2 separate regions of the Mus musculus genome follow, and region 2 is linked to region 1. Evidence: chromatin contacts called from public Hi-C data. All regions are on one chromosome and are shown on one strand. The core of a region is the stretch at or near the end of the contact, and the rest is flanking DNA. Distances in the headings are between cores, read along the strand shown.

Evidence for each region. A called contact is a pair of places that touch in the nucleus more often than the background predicts.
Region 2: a contact with region 1 is called in a Hi-C map of liver, with 2.3 times the contacts expected there. The contact joins the promoter of Masp1 here to the enhancer-like site in region 1. A contact is called at or near these places in 1 of 39 promoter capture datasets (liver), 3 of 484 Hi-C or Micro-C datasets (all in liver) and 1 of 9 other capture datasets (pancreatic islet).

The regions. Positions count from the first base shown.
Region 1 is chr16:23,292,249-23,295,840 of GRCm38.p6, reverse strand. All of the region lies in intron 2 of St6gal1 (beta galactoside alpha 2,6 sialyltransferase 1), which reads right to left. Among named protein-coding and RNA genes, the nearest start is that of Gm30814, 33 kb to the left of the region's middle. Within about 2 kb of position 1,925, at least 10 of the 459 cell types and tissues checked have an H3K27ac peak or open chromatin away from gene starts, as enhancers often do. A contact at or near this core is called in liver, where this site is marked.
Region 2 is chr16:23,518,907-23,522,477 of GRCm38.p6, reverse strand. Masp1 (mannan-binding lectin serine peptidase 1) reads left to right here and starts at 1,663. Exons shown (of 11, transcript NM_001359083.1): 1 at 1,663-1,932. The coding sequence starts at 1,928. It also overlaps a transcript of Rtp4 not described here.

The DNA.
Region 1 (3,592 bases), core at 676-3,175:
GTCTGCTGCAAGTGGACACATCCTTAGTGTACACAGGAGCTCTTTGACTCCATGCAGTGGTAACATTAGCATGTCTCCTTCACCATCTCTCTCTCCATGGCCCGTCCTCACACTTCCTGGCTTCCATTGTCTCCTTCCTAGGTTCCCATAGTTCATCACAGAAGCTCGGCCTTCCATGGTGTAATTCTCTGAGACAGGATTGTACTGAGTTCAAGTTCTGACTCCTGGGCCCGTCCTATCTGCTGTTTTCCAGCATTCTCACCAGTGAGGCTGATTTGTGTATAATGAGCTACAGCAAAAAAAACCAAACCCCAGTTTCTTCTTGCTTCTTCTGCTTTTGTTTTTTTTTTTTTCAGTGTAAATGTTGTGCAGGTTTCCTCTCACATCCAACACAAGCAGCAGTCCTACACCAGACACCAGCGAGGAGTCCCTGAATTCCATAGACTCTGGGAGTGCCTGAGGATAGCATCAGCTCTCTTGGTTCTCTTAGTCACTCTTACTGACAAGGTTTCCAGTGAAGACGTACAATGGTGGCTAAGATGGACCGTGGAATCAGACTGCCTAAGTCCCAGCTCTGCTGACCCTTGGAAGTTTGACCTTGGACAAAGTCAAACATGCTTTAGTCTCTATACAAATCAAATAATGGTAATAATTATACTTCCTAGAGCTTTTTTTTTTTTTTTTTTAAGATTAAAAGAGTTGCGACCTGACAGTCATAAAAGACCTAGAAAATGTAAGTATCCTCGGAGTCTTACGGGCTGCCACAGTTCATGCCCCAAAGCAGCCCCTGTGCAGGAAAGGGGACAAGAGCTTGCAAGGAGTCCAGGTTCACCTCCTCTAATTCACTGAAAGCGAAAGCCACTTTTGTTATGAAAAAAAATCTCAAATTGAATTGTCTGTGGATCTTCTGGAAAACCCCATGGCAGAGGGGAGGGAGGTGATTCTATGAGGTGGCTCAAGACATCTGTGCTCTGGAACGGCCCTGTTTTGGGTAGGAGTCCTTTATTCTAAATCATGACACACAGATAACATACTTTACATAGACATAGCTGGCAATGGCCTTGATGAAAGTCCAGCGGAATGGGGTCATTTCTCTAGTTACCTTACAACCCTAAACAGAAACAAAGTCTTTAAGTCTAAGTCTTTGTGCTGTCTCGTAGGGCCTTGCATGACTTTTAGTTGTGGCCTCCAGAAGCTACTGGCTGAAGGCCCTCACTTTCCAGCCATCCTGAGCAGAGGTCAGCCCTCCCATCCCCTCATCATTGACCTCAAATGTTTATCTTCTCACCATGCTTCCACATGTCTCCCTTCCAGGCAGAATGCTTCTCAGACTTTCCCAGAGAAAGTGACCTTCCTGCCCTGATCTGTCCACTGCCCTCTGTACACAAGTCAGGATTGCTTTTCAGTGGGTAGTTCTGTCCTGTCCTAATTGGCCAGAGCCCTATGAACACAAGCCAGGATCGATTGACATTGGGTGGCCAATGCCTAGCCCACGTGTTTTTGTCTCTGTTTTACTGATCTCAAAGTCAAGCTGGAGTCCACGACCACACTACCTTGATAATATCCAGTCTCAAAATCAAAGCAAGAGTATAGTAATCAGTTGTATTAAAATATAAGGGACTATATGGTTAAATGTCAGAATTTGCTACATATAAAGGCAAGCAGTATTTCATGAAATTTTGTCTCTTAACAGATAATGAAAAAAAATGGCTAAAATGGCTACAAATGGGTGCTACATCGAAAAATCCCACAGACCAGAGTCAAAGTAGACATTCTTGCTTACAGCCCTCTCTATTTCTGAAACTTCTAGATTATTTTGAAACAAATGTCATGCACTATTCCATTCACAAAGTCTCTACTGTATATGTCTTTAAAAACAAAAGCTTCTACCAGGTGTGGTGACACGTGCCTTTAGTCCCAGTACAGAGGCAGGTGGATCTCTGTGAGTTCAAGGCCAGCCTGGTCTACAGAGTGAGTTCCAAGACCGTCAGGGCTACACAGAGAAACCCTGTTTTGAAAAACAACAACAGCCAAAAAGCATTTTTTTTTAAGCGTTGTTTATTGTTTGCGGAAGTAAAAGTAAAAACATGTAAGGGTCACAAGCTCAAAGAGAGGGATACTGGTTCATCTACAGCCATGTTCTCAGGTCTGGGACTCAGCACATGCTGACTAGCGGAAGGAAGAAGAGAAGAGAGGTAGGAAAACCACAAAGGAGGAGAAAAACCAGTCTCTTCTCTTAGCTTTGAATCATGAAAATACTATTGATAAACTTCTGAGAAGCAGAGAAATAAAGCAAGCACTAGCTAATGTTTTTGACCTCAACCAGGGTTTCTGTATTTGTCAACTAACCCCTGGGGGCACTACACTTAACACAGCTTATAGCACTGTTCAAATAAAAGCTTTTGTCCATGCCTGACTCAAAAAAATGTCTTATGAGCCAGCAGTATTGCAATTTCCCTCCCTTCTCGAGGGTTTAACATGGAACACTTTGGTCTACTTTCTCTCCACTGCCTTCTGCTCTTCCTTCAGCATTGTCTATGAAGGCCCAAGCAGGAGAGTCTCCACAAGCATGAGTCCCTTGAGGAAGTGTTCTAGTAACTGTCCTAAAAGACCATCTTCATGGAGAGTGTCATGTTTAATTCCTGGGACAGAGCTTTTCTGTAAGCAAACGTTTTACTGGGTGAGGAGGATTAAGCATTTGCATGGGGTCTTACAAAAGGAGATAAATTCAAAGATTTGAGTTCCTTGTCCTAAAGACAAATTTTATAGTGTTTGATAGTCAAGGCTCATCTTGACATTTCTCCCATGTTCAGGATGTCACAGAGGACCCTCTGTGAAGACCACAGAAAAGTCAGGAGAATGTCGAAGAACTTCCCTGTCTCTAGAACACAAACGCATGCTTCCCTTGTCGCCCTTCTGGGAAAAGTGTTTACAAATTTGTGTTTACAAATTTTAAATCAGGTCTGACCTGGCCAAGTCACTAACTTTGGGACGGGCGGAGGGCCACTCTCAGGAAAAGTTGACGGGCTTCCTAGATCATACCCTTAGAGCAGTGATTCTCACCCTTCCTGACGCTGTGTCCCTTCAATACACTGGTGACCCCCAGCCACAAGAATTATTTTCATAACTGTAATGTTGCTTCTGCTATGAATGATAATATAATGTAAATACCTGTGTTTTCCAAGGGTCTTTAGGTGACCCATGTTGAAAGGGTTGAAAGCCACTCCCTTAAGGTCATTTCTCTGCATGAAAGGAGCCCCTCTTGTCCCCCCAGAGCCCTTAAAGACCAAAGGAAACAAGTGTTTTGGCAGTGATTAACCAGTGCGTAGGTATAGAGGGAACTTCAAAAATGACTTATAATTATATCCTGCAAGGCTATACCTACACTTCTCTGGTATGCAGGAGGCTGACAATCATCCTTCTAAAACCCAGGGGGCCCCACCCTCTCAGGAAGGGGAAGGGGCTGGGGGAGGAGAAAATGGGAGGGGACAGCAATCTGGATGGGAAGTGAATAAATAAATAAATTTTAAAATTATAAAAAAATAAATAAAACAAAAAATACAAAGTGTAAGAAGTTCATAGATACTTGGCA
Region 2 (3,571 bases), core at 414-2,913, 230 kb before region 1:
TTTCTTGTCCTGCCTGAAACAGAGACCATTTCTCTCGGGCAATGCCTGAGTTCAAACCTCCCTCCTCATCACACACACTTACACTACATTATCAGCCAGAGCCTCATAATCATGCCAATCACACAAGGCTGGCACTCAGGAAAGCTAAACTGGAGAACTTGGAGGAAAGACAAGAAGGGGTTACAGTAAATGTCAAATCTTTGCTCCCCCCAAAATACGTCAAGGAGAGCTATCTCAGGGTGGAGAATGTGTTTGGCACCTTGATTCAGGTGGCAGGTGGCCTTCTGCATGACTGAAAAGCAGCTCATCCTCAAATTCTCACTTGTGCCTCGTTACAGTTTCCATTCAGCGAACAAAGAGATGGGATCTGAAACAGTGCTGTACGCAGCCAGGTTGGTCAGAAAACATAGATCACCGTTAAAGTCTGGATCAGCATCTAAAGCGCTTGAAATAGTTCAGGACTCGGTTTCTCTGTTAGTGGATGTATGTGGTTTGCAAACGCCACGTGCTCTGTGATACGTTACCGAGACGTGGTGTCATGGAACCCATGAGAGATGGACTTCTTCCTCCCTTCCTAAGTGTATGACCACTTCCTCTGGGCACTTTCTTTACTGGAGTTATAATGCTACCACAGGCCTGGACAAGGTTCTCGAAGGAACGAGTGGGGCCAGGGTTAGCGCCCAGTGGCTCTTCTAACAGCTGGCTTGAGGTGGCAATGGCTCCAGAAGTGGTAGTGGGATCCTGGATGCCTTGGCCAGTCCTATAATCTTGTTAAGACATCATTTTCCCACCTGGAAAAGATCCATCAGAGAGAACCCTCAGAAGTTTGTGGAAGTGATTTAGACAGCGTTTGTGCCTGGCGCTGAAATGATGCAGGTGAGCGGGCCCACCCACCTCACACGCCCTTCAGCGCAGGCTGCCACTTTTGTGTGTTGGGGTTATTACTGTGGAAGGGCCTCTGTCGGACTGAGATGTCGGACTGCAGAGATGATACTGTGGTGGAGTTACAGTAGGGGTTAGCTGTGGAGAGGGTTATATGTGGTGCTGTCTTTAGGAAGAGGGCTCTCTTATTACTCAGCTCAGCATAGATCTGCTGTACGTTTCTCTATGGGGCCTGAGGCACTGACAGCACACAGGCACAGTTCTTTCTAGATGCATGGGGCACCTGGCTCTCTGGCTTTGCTGAAGCCTTTTTCCCAACTGGGTAAATTAGATCTCTGCATGCTTGCAGTTAGACAGTGCCACGCAGCAGCCTTTCAAGTGGGGAGAGTAAGTAGCCAACTGCAGGAACTGGTGCTCCCTCACCAGCGGGGCCAGCCACGAGGTTTTCAGAAGGAAAAAAAAAAAAAAAAAAAACCTGTGGATGTCCACGAACAGGCTGAGGCTTGGAATCTGCCTTCTTTTTTATAATCTCCTAGAACTGCCTTTTTAGTTGGCTGTTTCTGTTTAATTGTTCTTTTGCTGGGGTCCTAAAGTAGAACAATTATAGCCATCAGGCAAGGGAGGCTGAAGAGAAATTACTCTCTCTCTCTCTCTCCTCTCTCTCTCTCTCTCTCTCTCTCTCTCTCACACACACACACACACACACCTCTAAGTCTCTCAGATTTTTTTCTCAAGGGCTGCAGTCCCTCCCTAGGAGGGGACTGGCTAACAGATCTTGCAAGGAAACAGTCTGTCAGGTCCCTCCGAGTGTACATAAGCTCAGACAGAGAGAGGAGAGAGGGAAAGCCAGAGGGAGAGGGGGAGAGGGGATCTGTTGCAGGCAGGAGAAGGCGTGACCTGAATGGAGAATGCCAGCCAATTCCAGAGACACACAGGGACCTCAGAACAAAGATAAGGCATCGCTGACACCACACCGGGGACTGGGACGAGCTCACAGACAAGTCTGGCAGAAGGAACCAAAGCCAGGAGCTCACAGAGCAGGAAAATGAGGTGAGTGCCTGGTCAGGGGACCGAGTGGAGAGCAGCCCGCTGGGTCTGACCTTGTCTCTAGGCAGACTCACCTGCTTATCCTCTGGGCGGCTGGGGATGGGGGAGTCTCATCAATCCTGGGGGCCCTGTCCCTGGGGCACCTTCCCAGGGACTCCGGAGAGTCGCAACTTGAAACCAGATAGTTTGTGCAAAGCCTGCTCCTGGCGAGGCTGAGGCTCAGATTTCTCTCTCTGCCAGCACAGGGTGCTGCCTACTGGCCAATGCGATCCTCCTCCTCCTCCTGCCCACAAGGCTGATTCTTCTTTTTGCTGCTCGGCAAAGAGCACTGATTTCTTTCTCCCAACACTTTGAGAGTTAGATAATGTGTTTGTGTGTTTATATTTTTTTTTTCTGACCGGAAAAGACAACAGTTCCCCCCACAGCCTCACTTGTGGTTTCTTGAGCCTTCAGAAGTTTGCCAGTTAAACCTCAATTTAGAAAACTAGAAACCTGTCCCCATTTTACAGTTCCCTATAAATTCTGCATTTCTCACTGAAATCAGAGGCAGCTGGTGACATGAATCAGGCTAGGAAATGCACCAAATGGCTCTTAAAGAGACACCACAGTTTTTTTAAGGAGCATGTGGGATTCAGAAACCTACCACTTTAAATTCTAATGGGCTTGAAGCTCTTCAACCTTCCCTGTTTCTTGTGTCCCTTCATGTTCCTCACCAGGCATTTCTTATAAGCTTTACCAGAGTCTGAAACCCCAACTATCCTAATTATTGTTATCACTTGTAAGTGTCAAAAAGAGCAAGGAAACACACTCTGGAGATGTGTTAAGTCCCTACACACCTATTTTCCATTCGCTTTCCTTTAAATCAGGAAAGTTTCTATTTGTTTCTTTTCTTCAGTCACCTGGTAACTTGCTCAGTCCAGGGCCAATAAAGAGTGAGCTTCCATCTGTGTAACTTTGGATTGCATTGACCTATGCCTAGGAGGAAGAGCTGTCTCTAAAAGTTCATTCCGTCATTCTGATCTTGTAAAGTTGTCCTTTGGTTTTGTTCATTTTTCCCTTCTTCTGAAACAATGGCTTTTCTTCCTTTGTACTGTGGAATGATATTCTGCCTTACCTGTGCCTCAGCCATCCCAAAAGCTCACCGTTGTATATGCTTAACCCTCAATTTAGGACAACCCTCCCAGGTATTTCGCTCAACATTGTGTCCTCGTTTCTGATCTCCATCCCTCAGACATGGCATCTCTTCCTTTGTTCTCATCTGTGGCCATATTTCTTGTCATCTCTGGCGTGGCTACTGATTTAAATGTCCACTTCCCACTTCCGAGGGATGTAACCAATGTCTTCATCTTTGTAGGTCTTCATGGTCATGTGACCAGCACCTAACATCATGTTCCTTTCTAGTAGAAATTCAGTAACTATGACAGAGTCGAATTCAATTACTGAATATCAAAAAGAAGTTCTAGGAAAGTGTCCTGCTGGCTGTCTCTCAGGGGTCTGGACTCACAGGCACACAGCACTTGAGTCACTTTCATGAGCATTGCTTCATCCTGGCTTCGGGTTTCATGTGACATAAGGATTAATGGGAACATGAGATAGAAGCCATTAAGCAACTTGCCCAGGGCCACACTGATGATCTGGAAAA